Regions from separate parts of the Gasterosteus aculeatus genome. Here region 2 is linked to region 1. The links are chromatin contacts, called in public Hi-C maps. All regions are on one chromosome and are shown on one strand. Each heading gives the region's core, a stretch centred on a gene start, on an enhancer-like site or on the middle of the called end of the contact. The rest is flanking DNA. Distances are from core to core; before and after follow the strand shown. Region 1 holds the start of pdgfab (platelet-derived growth factor alpha polypeptide b). Region 2 has its middle 12 kb from the start of trnae-cuc.

The links. Hi-C and Micro-C count contacts between places; a contact is called where the count stands out from the background.
Region 2: a contact with region 1 is called in a Hi-C map of skeletal muscle, with 5 times the contacts expected there. The contact joins the enhancer-like site here to the promoter of pdgfab in region 1. A contact is called at or near these places in 2 of 6 Hi-C or Micro-C datasets (skeletal muscle and tail fin).

What each region holds. Positions count from the first base shown.
Region 1 is chr11:11,760,187-11,766,600 of fGasAcu3.hap1.1, reverse strand. It overlaps pdgfab (platelet-derived growth factor alpha polypeptide b), which reads right to left and starts at 2,344. Exons shown (of 7, transcript XR_005713487.2): 1 at 1,645-2,344; 2 at 541-637.
Region 2 is chr11:11,808,632-11,814,860 of fGasAcu3.hap1.1, reverse strand. No RefSeq gene overlaps it. Among protein-coding and RNA genes, the nearest start is that of trnae-cuc, 12 kb to the left of the region's middle. Within about 2 kb of position 1,835, at least 2 of the 9 cell types and tissues checked have open chromatin away from gene starts, as enhancers often do.

The DNA.
Region 1 (6,414 bases), core at 1,095-3,594:
CGTGTGTACAGTAAACGCACCTATCAGGGTAAACTTGCTTTATCACGCACGCCAGGGCTGGATTTCAGGGGTCACAACTTGTAATTATGAGAATGTGCTAGAACAACAGGTGTCCTTGTTCTTTCACCAAATCCACTAAACCCCGCTGGAATGGGTCTGTACGTCGTATTTGGATCCTTTGAATTACTTTCACACAATCACAGTTTAACAACAAGGCATGCACGATTCTTTTAGATATGACCTTTGCATGCATTTAGGCAATAATAAATACATTTGGCTTGATCCTCAAACGAGCACATATAAAAATATAAATGTACCACATGCAGGTGTAACCACCGGGAAGACTATGTTTAAAAGGGTTTCCACAGTAGAGCATACTTCTACAGCTTATACGGATATACTGCTGATATACTAATAATAATGCTGCGGCTGTTTTTAGCACCACCCTTTGCTCCGTGCTGTCACATCAACAATAGCAGCGTCACATGCGAACATTCAGTCACATCTCTGTTGATGAAAGTATCAAGAGGCAGAATTTACCTACGGAGTCAATGTCCAGTAGCCGCTGGAGGTCGCTGATGCTGTGGATTTCACTGTGGGACAGTCTGTCTATCAGCTCCTGGGGAAACTCCACTTCCTTTAGGGGGGTGCAAAAAAAAATAAACAAGAGATGAAGGTTACAGATGTGTCAGGTCATTGACAAAACGTTTTTGTAATTGTTTGTCGGTGTAAGTCAACGTATTGAGTTCAAACAACCACGAGGAGGATCTCCGATTGTGACAATTTTGCAACCGCGTGTCAACTACAACCAGCAGCCCCCCATCAGTGATACTTCTAAACAGCCTGTGCGTTAAAGGCGCCACTGGAAGTTCAATAATGGTGGAAACACCTGCAGCCCACTTATGTGACATTAATCGAATTAATAAAATGTCCTCAGTGAGCCGCTACCGGGTGGAATTACACTCTTTGACCCACTGCGGCGAAATGTGAAACGCGCATTAACCCGCCGGGTTTTCTGGAGGAAGTTGGACGTGTAGCGCGGATCCGCCCGCGCGAGCCGCAGCTCGCCCGCACTTTGCACTTGTCGCAGGTCCTGCGGGCACCTCGGGAGTTAACGCGCGGCCCCGCGGGGGGAACACGGGCTATTTATAGCGCCCGGAGCGGTTCCCATGAACGATTAGCCCAAACAAAAAGTTTGCCCAGTTGGCTCATGGCTACAAACAGATTTGGCACCAAACACCAAAAATAACTGTAATGTTGACGCGATGTCGGTCCTCTGAGGAGCGCAGTCACTGCCCTCCTAGTGGCTGAAGCCGAGGTGCTGTTTATTCCTTCTCGAATTATGAATCGATGTTCACAGCCTCTTCTTATGATAGCGTCCGTCTATACTCTTAATTGCATCCTATAACAGGCAGTTTGGATTTATCATAGGTTGATTCAAATGAATGAATAAATCATCAAAATGACGTCTGCTCGTTATCTTGTTTTCTACGCCAAATACATGCTTTATTAAACTACTTCTTTCTGAGAGTGAAATGCGCGCTCCGCTGGGAACTTTGCACCCTCCGGCCCCCATCGAAGTGCCGCTGAGGCCGCCGGGGCGCAGCGCGGTTTCTGGATGTGCGCAGTCCTGCTAACTTTTACCTCAGAGGTGGCCAGCAGCAGGTACGTCGTCCACAGCAGGAAGTAACAAAGTGCGGCTCTCATCTCCCTTTGATTCAGATCGAACCCCGAACGAGAAAAAGGTGCTAATCTGTAGGAGCCGCAGAATCGCTCCTGGCCCCACAGGACCCACAACCATCCCCTCTAGGGAGGGGGTAAAACCGGGGTGTCCGAGCTGCTCAGCGGGCTCGGTCGAACTCCGTGCACTTGTTTGCAGCTGTAAGCAAAAAAAGCAAAAAAAAAAAATAAAAAAAGCTGAAGTGGCTGGACGTTGTCTCTGGGTATTCACATTGGACCGCGTCCTCTCCAAGGAGATCTGCGTGGCTGCTCGATACGCAGCTCCTCAGGCACGGACAGGTCTGAAGAGCATTGCACTTGTCCTTCACCCTTTAACAAACGAGCGGCTCCCAACTTCAGCCCAGTTCACTGGAATATCAAACAAGACGCGCGGCCGTCAGAATAACCAGAATATAGACGCACGGTTAGTTTTTTTTTTTCTTTGATAGTATTTAATAGTCCTAGAAGAATGTAATCCAATCGCGCAGATCCTTTTGGAAAATCACAAGAGAGAAGTCTTCCTTTTTTTGTGTGTGCTATCCAGAGCTCGCCTTGCACCGGTCTGCACGGGTCCTTGACAGTGCGGGACTCTGGAGTGAATGGAGCCGGAGCGCCTCTGAGCAGCGGGATATAGAGAGCCGGCAGCTCCTTTGCCCCGTTGCGCCTCCCCTCTCCTTTCGGTAATCGTGCTCTATTCAGCAAGAGGAGCTGGTTGGCTGGTTGGATGACTTAAGACTCCATCCCCCTTCAGTCCGTATATGTGTGTGGGTGTGTGTGTGTGTGTGTGTGTGTGTATTCATCTTAGCACAGAGTCCATTCAGAGATTCAAGTTGTCATTTATATTGATTAAAACTGATTTCACAGAATGAAAAACTGGCCAATGAGTACGGACGAGCTGAGGCAAAAAGGATTTGGATGCTGATGAGGACGAGACTTCTGTCCTCCCTTCATTAGTTAGAATTGGCCTTTAATTAACCAATGTTAAAAGTCCCATAGAGAGTCAGGATGATTTAAACAATGCAATCAGATTGAACAATATGGTAAAAGATGATTATTATTATTATGGTAGGAATTCTAATGTTGGTGACTCATTATAAGCTCTCTTCTTGTGCCTTTGAGTTTAAAGCAAAACAACCTTTTAAAGGAATATGAAAACATTAATGTATGTGATGAATGAGCATTTAATACCTGCAGGCGCGATCTTTGGCACACAGGAAGCGACTAGTTAGCCGCAGGTTAACAACAGACATGGTCTTAACTCGTGGTGAGGAAGCTGGAGGCTGTGCTGTGCTGTGCTGGGAGGTCTGGAGGAAGAGCCTGAGGGGCCGATGGACGAGACATACCAACAGGAGCAGAGACAGAGACAGCACGGCCTGCCGCACATTATCAGCCAGAGGTGACAATCAGCAGGGAACCACAGGTCAGCCAACCAGGTGGTCCGATCTGCACCTCGTCCATTCAACTGCACCACGTAAGCACGAGTCCAGCCTGAGGGGGCTGTGGCTGGAGACACTGCGCTGGAGAAAGAGCTCCAGCAGCTGCTGTAGTAATTAATGCAACTATTTTAATAGGCCAGTGAAGTTCATTTTAAGGAGGGTTCCAGTGCTGTAAAATGAAGGCTAGATTTTTAGAGTACAGGTCCTTCTGCTACAGCAACACATGTGACACGTTGCTCCTATTGAAAGCTCTTTTTGTTTTGTTCATTCCTCGTTCTGCATACGCGACATGATGGCAGGCAGGTTCATCGCCACCAGCATTGTTGTCATGGTTATAGCACAGGTCAGCCCCCCCTGTCTGCATTTGCTCGCCTCACTGAAATGCATGAATCAGGTGTCTCGATGGTGCGATTCTGGGAGTCGAAAGGAAGAGGTGAGAGTTTTGGCCACACAGCAGGAGAGAGTGGCGGTTTTACGTTGTAAGTGAAGTGAAGAAGAATAAACTTGCATATTTTGTGTCTTGATGATCTTTATGCCTTGCAATTGAGCCTGAGAAAAAACGAAATGATGCACGTATGAGGAGGAGAGGATGATAGCGATCGATTTTGATGCAAACGTTTACGCAAATGGGGGCATCGGAAAGAGCAACAGTGAGAAAATAATTGGTTCTATGTCATTTAACAAGGAGAAGAAGAAATTAAAACAACAAGCCCAGAAAACACTGGCAACTGAGGTCTGTGTACTTAACAACATTAACCCATTAAAACAGTTTTATAGATGCTGATGCACAGTTAATCTGACCATAAAGATGCTACGGAGAAAACAATCTCTGAGTGAGTTTATGACTCCTGTTTCCCCCTTAAGGCCACACATAGTTCCCAGTGAGTGAAGCGAAGGAAAAAGGGGGATTGTTTTTAAGGAATGTGATTGAAATGAGTTGCATTGCCTATAGGGGATTGGAGTGTGCCTCTTGTCCGTCTGTTCTTATCATCCATTCCCGAGAAGGTGGTGATCGCTTTAGGAGCCATAACCGGGTCAACCCAATTATCTTTAAACGGTCAAAGTTTTTATTTTGAGGTATGTGTGGTTGTTGCGCATAGTGTGAGAACAGTTTTCTATTTGGAATAAATATTAGAATGAAAGCATGTAAAACATGAAAATACAACATACATAACATTTAAGATAAATAATGTTTAAAATAATTATAATATAATCCCTGGTCCAACTTTAAATAATATATATTTAAGGCATTTAATCTTTTATTGAGGATGTACAGTCCAGTTAATTCGTTTCAATATATTATACACTGTATCTTGTTTTATATAAATATGCCTAAATGTGTCTTTTCCTTTTCCCATAGCATAATTAAATCAAAGTAAAAATCTGGTCATTTTTAAAAATGTGTTTTTAAACATACACGCTTTCATCTATAACCGCCTTCATCCATATCTCAACTTGATCCGAGCACGTTGAACTCTAACACTGCAATGAAAGCACGGAGTCTAACACTTCGGTGTGTTGGCCAGTCATAAAAAGATTGCAGAGTTGACAATAGAAACTCTGCAGTCTCCACATCATCACCTTTTTATACCTGCAATTGTTATATTTCCTTTCCCGCCAAACAGACTTTCCACTGGGCAACCCCGTTCTATGACACCTTATTATGTACAATAGAGAGTGGATTGCCTTGCGACGGAGACACAAACAGCGATCTTAGCCCGGTGTCTCCCTCAGCTCCGCCCAGCCGTATCGCGAGCATGCATGAGTCACGGACACAAGGAGCAGGTCCTTCGCAGATTACAGAGCGATCTCCTCCCTCCTCCTCGGGGTAGAATTAGGTCCCGTTAACTAAGGCCCTAACTAGTTCATCTGTGTCAACGATGACAAAGTTGATTCCATTAGTGGGTTGTGCATTCGTGTTTTTAGAGTGGAGCCGTGTGTCATTTGACACAAGCTTGTGTCTTGTAATTGGCCCATTACAAACAGCGGTAACATTTATGGCTGGTTACTCATGTACACACACACACACACACACACACACACACACACACACACACACACACACACACACACACATGGGTAAGTGATTGAGGGGAAATTTCGCAGGAGCAAAGGTACATTCCAGAGGCTGGTTGCGATATAGATTGGACTTGGAAATGATCCAGAGGAAAGTGCATATAAAGAGCAACCTCTGCACGCATAAACAGGCAGCCTCACATTGACACGGAGAAAGAGTCGGACACACACTTTTTACACACTTTCACTCCTTGTTCACCGGAATATCAAGCAGCAAAGGGAGGCCAAGTACAGCAGCCATACTTACAGCTTACAGCTGCATGCAGCTGCTCTTTTATAGGGACGATTACTAGCAGCCATTTACAGGCCTTCATCTCTCTAACATGCATAGCAACTTGAGGGGGGCCTCCCAGCACCCCTCAGGACCCCTTTCCTTTCAGGCACTATAGGTGTGCAGGCATTCAGGGGGCACAATGCCCAAACTGCTCTTTCATAGGCCAAGGCGACCCCTGAGATCAAAAATTAAACCACATGCACATTGCATAAATGCAAAAAGCTGGTGGTACAAGGTATGCAAGGCAAACTTCCAGCTGCAACACATTATACATTACAGCAGTACTCTTTGGTTGTTAAGGGACCGCGGCATCCTCTCTTTGTGATCTCCAGATCCGTCAAACTGCGGTCTGCTCTTGTCATAACTGCGCCGTGACTATTTTCCCTACGCACTCCTCCATGAAAGCCATCCTTAGAGAGCTAGAAATGGGTGTTCGGTGTGAAGGAGAAATTACACCAAAGAGAGAAAATCCTGCGAAGACACTGGAAGAAGTCCGAGTGTGTGTGTTTCAATGTGTGTGTTTATGCACGGTCCTTAGCATCCAGGTCCTGCAGGCTCTAAGGTCAGACCCCCTAATTTAGGTCATTGTGCACCAGTGCGCTGTGTATGCGTCTTAAAGTCTTAGCTCCAGGTGTTGAATGGATATCCCATTTAAAAAAACAAATCAGTCTGGCAGCCCAGGTATGAATAAACCCACACACCCGTTATATATGTGGTTATCTACACTGAACAGACAAACCTGTGCACTAACACTCACACACCTGCACTCTCTCATGCGCATTCTCCAATTTCCACAAATGGACAGAAAGACATGAAGCAATTCAGGCACAAGTCCTTACATGCAGTTCCCCCTGTACAAGGCTCCCTTTCCCCTAAAAACACTGCCTCTTTATTCTCTACGAACAAAAA
Region 2 (6,229 bases), core at 586-3,085, 49 kb before region 1:
TTCAGCATAGCCTAACCCCCAGTGCCATCCCTTCACAACCTCGGGGCGCTGCTCATGTCACATAATATCAGCAAGTTAAGTGAATTTTTGTATTCCGACAGTGCTGCAGCTCTGGTAACATCATGGACCTGTTGGACAAATAACATCCACTGAAGGTATTGAAAAATTCACTGTCTACTCCGCTGCAGAGGGGGTTGAATAAACCCAGAGTGGCAAGGGCATCCAAGTGCAGGAGAACTATGTACACAGACGCTCATTGCAGACAGCGAGAGCAGAGGCATGAAGAAGCCTCAATATTGGACGGTTACCAGGGGGGGAAATGCGCGCAGATCTGTTTCTTCTTGTAGTTTGTTACGCAAGTGCCTGAAGTTGTCTTAAGCTGCTCTTCCCTGCTTGGTAAAAATAATTGGTTAAGGTTCAAAGAGGTTAATTTTGTGAGGAACAAAACACGTCTACAGCATGAATTGACTGTGTAAGAGTCTTTACTCTGTTTTGCTATTTGGTCTTGCTTGTTTCTCGGGTTAAAAGTAACTTTACAGATGTAGTTTTGTAGGAAGCAGCGATTAGCTGGAGCTTTGTTTCCCCGCCGCCTGTTGATGATGTCCTCCTCTGCGTCTCATCTTTCATGTCAGACTGTCACTGGCGTCCCGCAGGGTCGAATTTTGGGTCACGTCAGTGTGGTGCCAAGTGTCCTGGTGTCTCCAGCGCTGTGAAGCCACACAAACACACACATAGGCGTACGAGGAATTTACACGCAGGCAGATTCACAAATACACACACACACACACACACACACACACACGTGTGTGACATGTATACTGCACATGTATGCACAAATATATGCATGCTCGCACAGACTGTAGACCTATAATGACTCTAGTCTCTTTACCACCTGATCAATCATCCCGACTGCCATTAGATCTACTGGAGAGGAATTCCTTCCTAACAACTGGAGAAGGGGATAGCGTGGAGTGGAAAAGTGTCGGGGGGGGGATTTATATATGAGGGATAATGTATATTTTGCAAATGTGCAAACTGACTTTGCACATTTGCAAAACTCTGCAAATGTGCAAAGTCAGTGTAACTGAAATCACTGTCAACACCATGAAAACATTTATCAATACCTGTTGATTTTCCTGAACAGTGGACAAGATTTCCTTTTTCTCCGAGATTTCTCACTGCTTGTTCCCTCGCACCTCTCTTAAGACTCTGTGAAAAATAGCTGGCAGATGTAAACAGTTGAAAACCTAAAAAGAGAGAGAACAAAAAAAAGCTGCCTCTAGCTCGAGTCGTGTTGATGCATGTTTTGTATCACACTGGTGCAAAAGTGGTAGAGGAGTAGTGAGGAGTAAAGCCTCTGTGGATAAAGTACTTTATCTCCCCTGCTGTCTATATCTTTCACCCTGTCCCTCCTCCTTGCTCCTTAGCTCTTTGATATTTCTCTTTCTTCTGTCTGCTGAAAGAGCTGACTGTGCTGTTCTGAGCGAGTGCTCCGAGCGAGTTTATGTGTGTGTGTGTGTGCTGTGTATTGTTCCCTTCCTCCTCAATATGATGAGAAAAGCTTGAAATAACAACGTCTGGGGGTGGAGGGTGACCCCCGTATGTTTCATCTGTTTTCCTTCTCTGTTCTCAGGTCTCCAGATGACAGAGATGCTCTCTGCAGATCCTCTGCAGGTGTAGGCCTTTTCACCCCCTCTGGGACGCCTGTATGCACACACACACACACACACACACACACACACACACACACACACACACACACACACACACACACACACACATCCACACTAAGCTGTGAGTGTAAATGCGTGCAGAGACAAGTACGTGCTCACACACGAAGGCTGCAGCACGCGTACGAGCTGCCCCACTGTGGCGATGAGATAGGAAACCGCCCGCCGAATCAAGCATGCATTGTGTTTGGGTTTTGATCCAGACCTAGAAAACCACCCGGTACAAACCCGAGTAACCATAGCAGCAGAAAACCGAGCATGACAGAGAGCGGGCAGGCAAACATGCATACAACTTTACCCACTGTGGTTTAAGGAGAGGACAAACTCATGCATGCCATGCTGCTACGCGAACCGGCTTATCAAAGGATCTGACCTGCTGACCTTGAGGGGGGGCGGGGGGGGGTCATGCGTGAGGCACAGGCTGCAGCCGCTGGCCCCACCAACACCAGAATGTCTGATGTCTCAGGAATCTGTGCAGCAGCGCCGCACTGCCTGACCACGCAGCCCCACACGGAGCTGCACACCACAGCTCAGCCTTCTGTGTGGCAAGCAGGAGACCGGGGGAGGAGTTGGGGGGCAGAAAAAAAAGAAGATGACCCACTAAAATCGGCTCATCAGCTGAGATAACAATTTGGTTCTCTATTACTGTGCTGGGTCCGCGTGTCCTCAGTTTAATTTGAAGTTTCCTGGCTGGCAGGAAGAGCAGAAGCTGTTTTTTTTAAGAATCTCCCACAAAAACCTAATTCACTATAAGTTGTCTTTCGTTCATCATGCGTAATCCGTCTGATCAGTTGTATTGATTTATGTCCCCCACTTTCCACACTTTGCGGTACTCGGTTTCCCAATAAGGTGCTTGCGCTCTCAAAAACTATCAAAAGACCAGGAGATTGAGTCGAGGTTCACTCTGCAGGCAGTGTTTATGTCGTCAGGTGACCTCAGCTGGCTGCAGATGAAAGCCTCTGCAGTGGTTACGCGTGTGTCCCCCAGGCTCCGCCGTCTGTCCTCCGGACAACATACTGCTCGTTATCCCCCCGCCGCCCCACCGCCAACACCACAAAGGTCTCTGCCCTGTGTGTTCCTGTGCATGTATGGTTATGTAGTTGGTATGTGCGCGAGAAAGTATGTGTTTGTGTGTACATGGACATAATTGTGTGTATATATCTGTGTTTTTGCAGGAGCTCGCACCAGCCGCAATCACTTTTGATGGATATCTACTCTGGCTTTGGAGAGCTGTATGTTTTCCAGTGTGACTCATGGGGCTTCTGACGGATGTCTGTACCAATTTACTGCTACTGCCACTGCTGCTGGTCTTGTGCACCACCCCAAGTGTGTGTGTGTGTGTGTGTGTGTGTGTGCGTCAGTCTATGAATAACTGTCCTGTGCATTGGCTGGTTGTGGTTGTAGTTTCCAACTTCTGCTAGTGGACTTTCCACTCTTTTCTTGGAGAGCAGAAGAGGGGAGTTGAGGGAGACCGGGGGGCTGCTAGACTTCCTCAATCGCACCGAATACGTCAAATCAACGTAAAAACTGTAAAAATGAGTCAGGCAGGTTCTACGGGTGACTCACTTCAATCTTCTCTCTTCCGTTGTCAGACTCACTTACATTATTAATCCAAGCAAAAGAGTATGTCTGCTCTGAGCAGCCTGTCGTCATGTTACACACCCTGAGGTACAGACAAAAGTGCATGCCATTCTCTTGTAAAGGTTACATAATGTCCTTGATGAACCGAACAGACTAATGTACGGCGATAACAAGACAATTTCTGTTGAATCACCAGACGAGGCAGTGGCCCAGTTCAGGCAACACGTGCGACTTGAACTTTTGAACTTTTCAGAACGCTGGAGTGATAGATTCTTTGAAAATGTGATGTCAATGAATCCCATACGGCTAAAGTTAACACAGGATGAAACAGATTTGTCTGTGGTCCACTGGTCTTCGTCTCCTCACCAGAAGAAGCTGGGCAGGTGTTTGTGATGACATTTCACTGTATGTCCTCTGAAGTAGTGATTAGGCCAATGTGAAAAGATTGACGAGCTCTCAAAGCAAAAAGAATGCTAAGATGAGCATATGTTCGCTTTAAGTAATAAATAGCTTAAAGCTAAAATGAATCAATAATATTTGATAACTAGAGTAGACAAAATGAATGGTTGAATGGATAAAGTGAATTAAACCTAGGAAACTAAGGGGAAATCCTGTCAGTGCAGGTATTTCTTACAGAAAGGCGTTACATACCTTTGAGCTGAGGTAGTTAATTGGCTAAAGGAATTTATTTCAGCCCAAATTGCTTTGGTAGATCCAAGTCTTATCCAATCCAAACCCACTTGGGGTGAGTAAGGAGTGAGTAACCTCATCTAGTCGAGAAAAAAAAAAAGGAAAATATTTTTTCAGATCCCCGAAGGCAACAAGCATTTTCAAGAACTGCGTGACTAATTGCAGACTGCTTCAAACAATCAGAGGCTCTTTGCAGGAGGATATCCCACATGGGAATCGTTCACAGATCATGTAAATACAGTTGCGTCTTTTAAACACAGCATATTTTCTTACATACCTCCTTTAGATCTGTCTGGTGCTATTAAATAATATGAAAAGCATGAGTCAAATCTTTTGGCTTTGCAGCGTGTGAGTGGCCTGACCACCCAGTTGGCCGCCATGTTTCTAATTCATTCTCTCCCGAATAGAGATCCCGAATGCCGGCTTCTGATCCAAACATGAAGCATTTTCTGTTGAGGATGATCCATGTGTGGAAGGACTTACCTCTACTCACTCTTTTTTTGTCCACATCTGTAAGCAAAGGAGCCTATACTGTGATTCCTGTCTTCATCGAAGGCTATTCTGGGCTGAGGTTACCCAGGACACCCTGTGGCTTCACCCGAGTTTTGCTTTCCACAGTATTCCTGAGTTAAATCATCCTTGCTTCTTATGCAAATAATAAATATTCATTAATGGCTCCTCCACATTTCCTCAGATTCCTCCTCATTATTTTGTGTCAGGACTGTAATCTCTAAAAGGATTTTACCCTTCTGGACTTCCAGAAATAATCCTTAGCTAATATTGACGCGTGCTAAAGAAGTGCGCCTGCGGTAGCAGAGCCGGACCAGAGGTCTGTGAAGAGGGTCGTGGAGCCGGGCCCAAAACCGAGAGGCTACACAGAGAGGAGAGGGTAGTCAGCGGAACAACGGTGCATCAAAGACACCGCAATGAACCACCGGCCTTGTCTCCGCTCGTCTCCGCCTCTCAGACTCGGACCCCTATTTTCAGAAAGAGCAACACGAGGGCAAACAGCAAAGCCTCCATTATTGTTGTTATCATTTCAGGTAAAAAAGACATTTTCCAGGCCAAAACTAATTTAGGGACGCTAGTGTTTAATGTGTATGCATGGCCATGCACGGGCGCTCGCGTGTGTGTTTTGTCGGGGCGGCACACACCTTTTCATTGATCTCCACGTGTTTACCCAATGTGAGAGACACACATTTGTCAGTTTCGCTGCATCCAGCGGGACCAGAGCCCCTCGGCTGCTCTGCCCAGTGCCGTGGCTCGGCTGCTCACGGACGGACCTGCCGGGGGGACGGCGATTCTGGGCATTGGTCCCATCCTCGCATTGACGTGATTAAGGAGGACTCTGTCCCCCCGCTCACCCCCACCCACCCACGGCTCCAGCGGTGAGGAGGCACCCGGGGGACATGCTGGCTGGCGTCTGAAGCCACGTTCACACAGCTGACAAGAACGAGCTGGGCTGCCAAAGGGGGGGGGGCGGTGCCGGAGTGTCTTGCCCGCTGCTGCCCACGGCTGTTCGGCTCAGCTGTGAAGTGCTTCACAGGCACTAAGGTTTAAACAGGCCAGCATGTCCCAATTCCTCTGTTCATGTTAGAACCCACTGCACGTAGTTCCTTACAAAGTTTCCATTTCTTTGGGACCACATCGTGATCTCAGCCCACACGCTGGAACCCGATAATGGTTTAAGGATTTAACGCTCCTGCACCCTGTACTTACCCTCATCCCGTCGAAAGAGACGACACATTCGGCTCACTTGACTGCTCCCTTAAACGCAGCCTCTCAATCTAAAATCCAATCCCCTGAACAGGGTCAGGCATTTGTTTTGATAACACAGCAGAAGGGTTTAACGGTGCCAACCTGCCCAGGTGCCGATGAATAGAGAGCCGCGACAAAGGACCATCAACTGAATGGAGCATCAAAGCCGCCACTGACGATTTGATGATGATTGAGGGTCCCTGCATGAGGGTAGGGCCTCCTTCTTCAGAGAGCGGTTTGCGAGCGAAAAGCACCATCATACAGGTTCAACCTGCCTTTGATTTGAGTCCATGGCGGCGCCGACGTCAGCTGAGTCTCACCGATCAGTGGGCAGCAGGAACAAAGGGTCCAGTTAACCAGGTGCATTGTCCTGGTTTTAATGGCAAACACAGGCAAGGGCTGGGTGGGGATTTTGGTTGATATGTTACCGGAGAACAGAAGAGCCATAGATAAAAGCAAAACGAAAATAA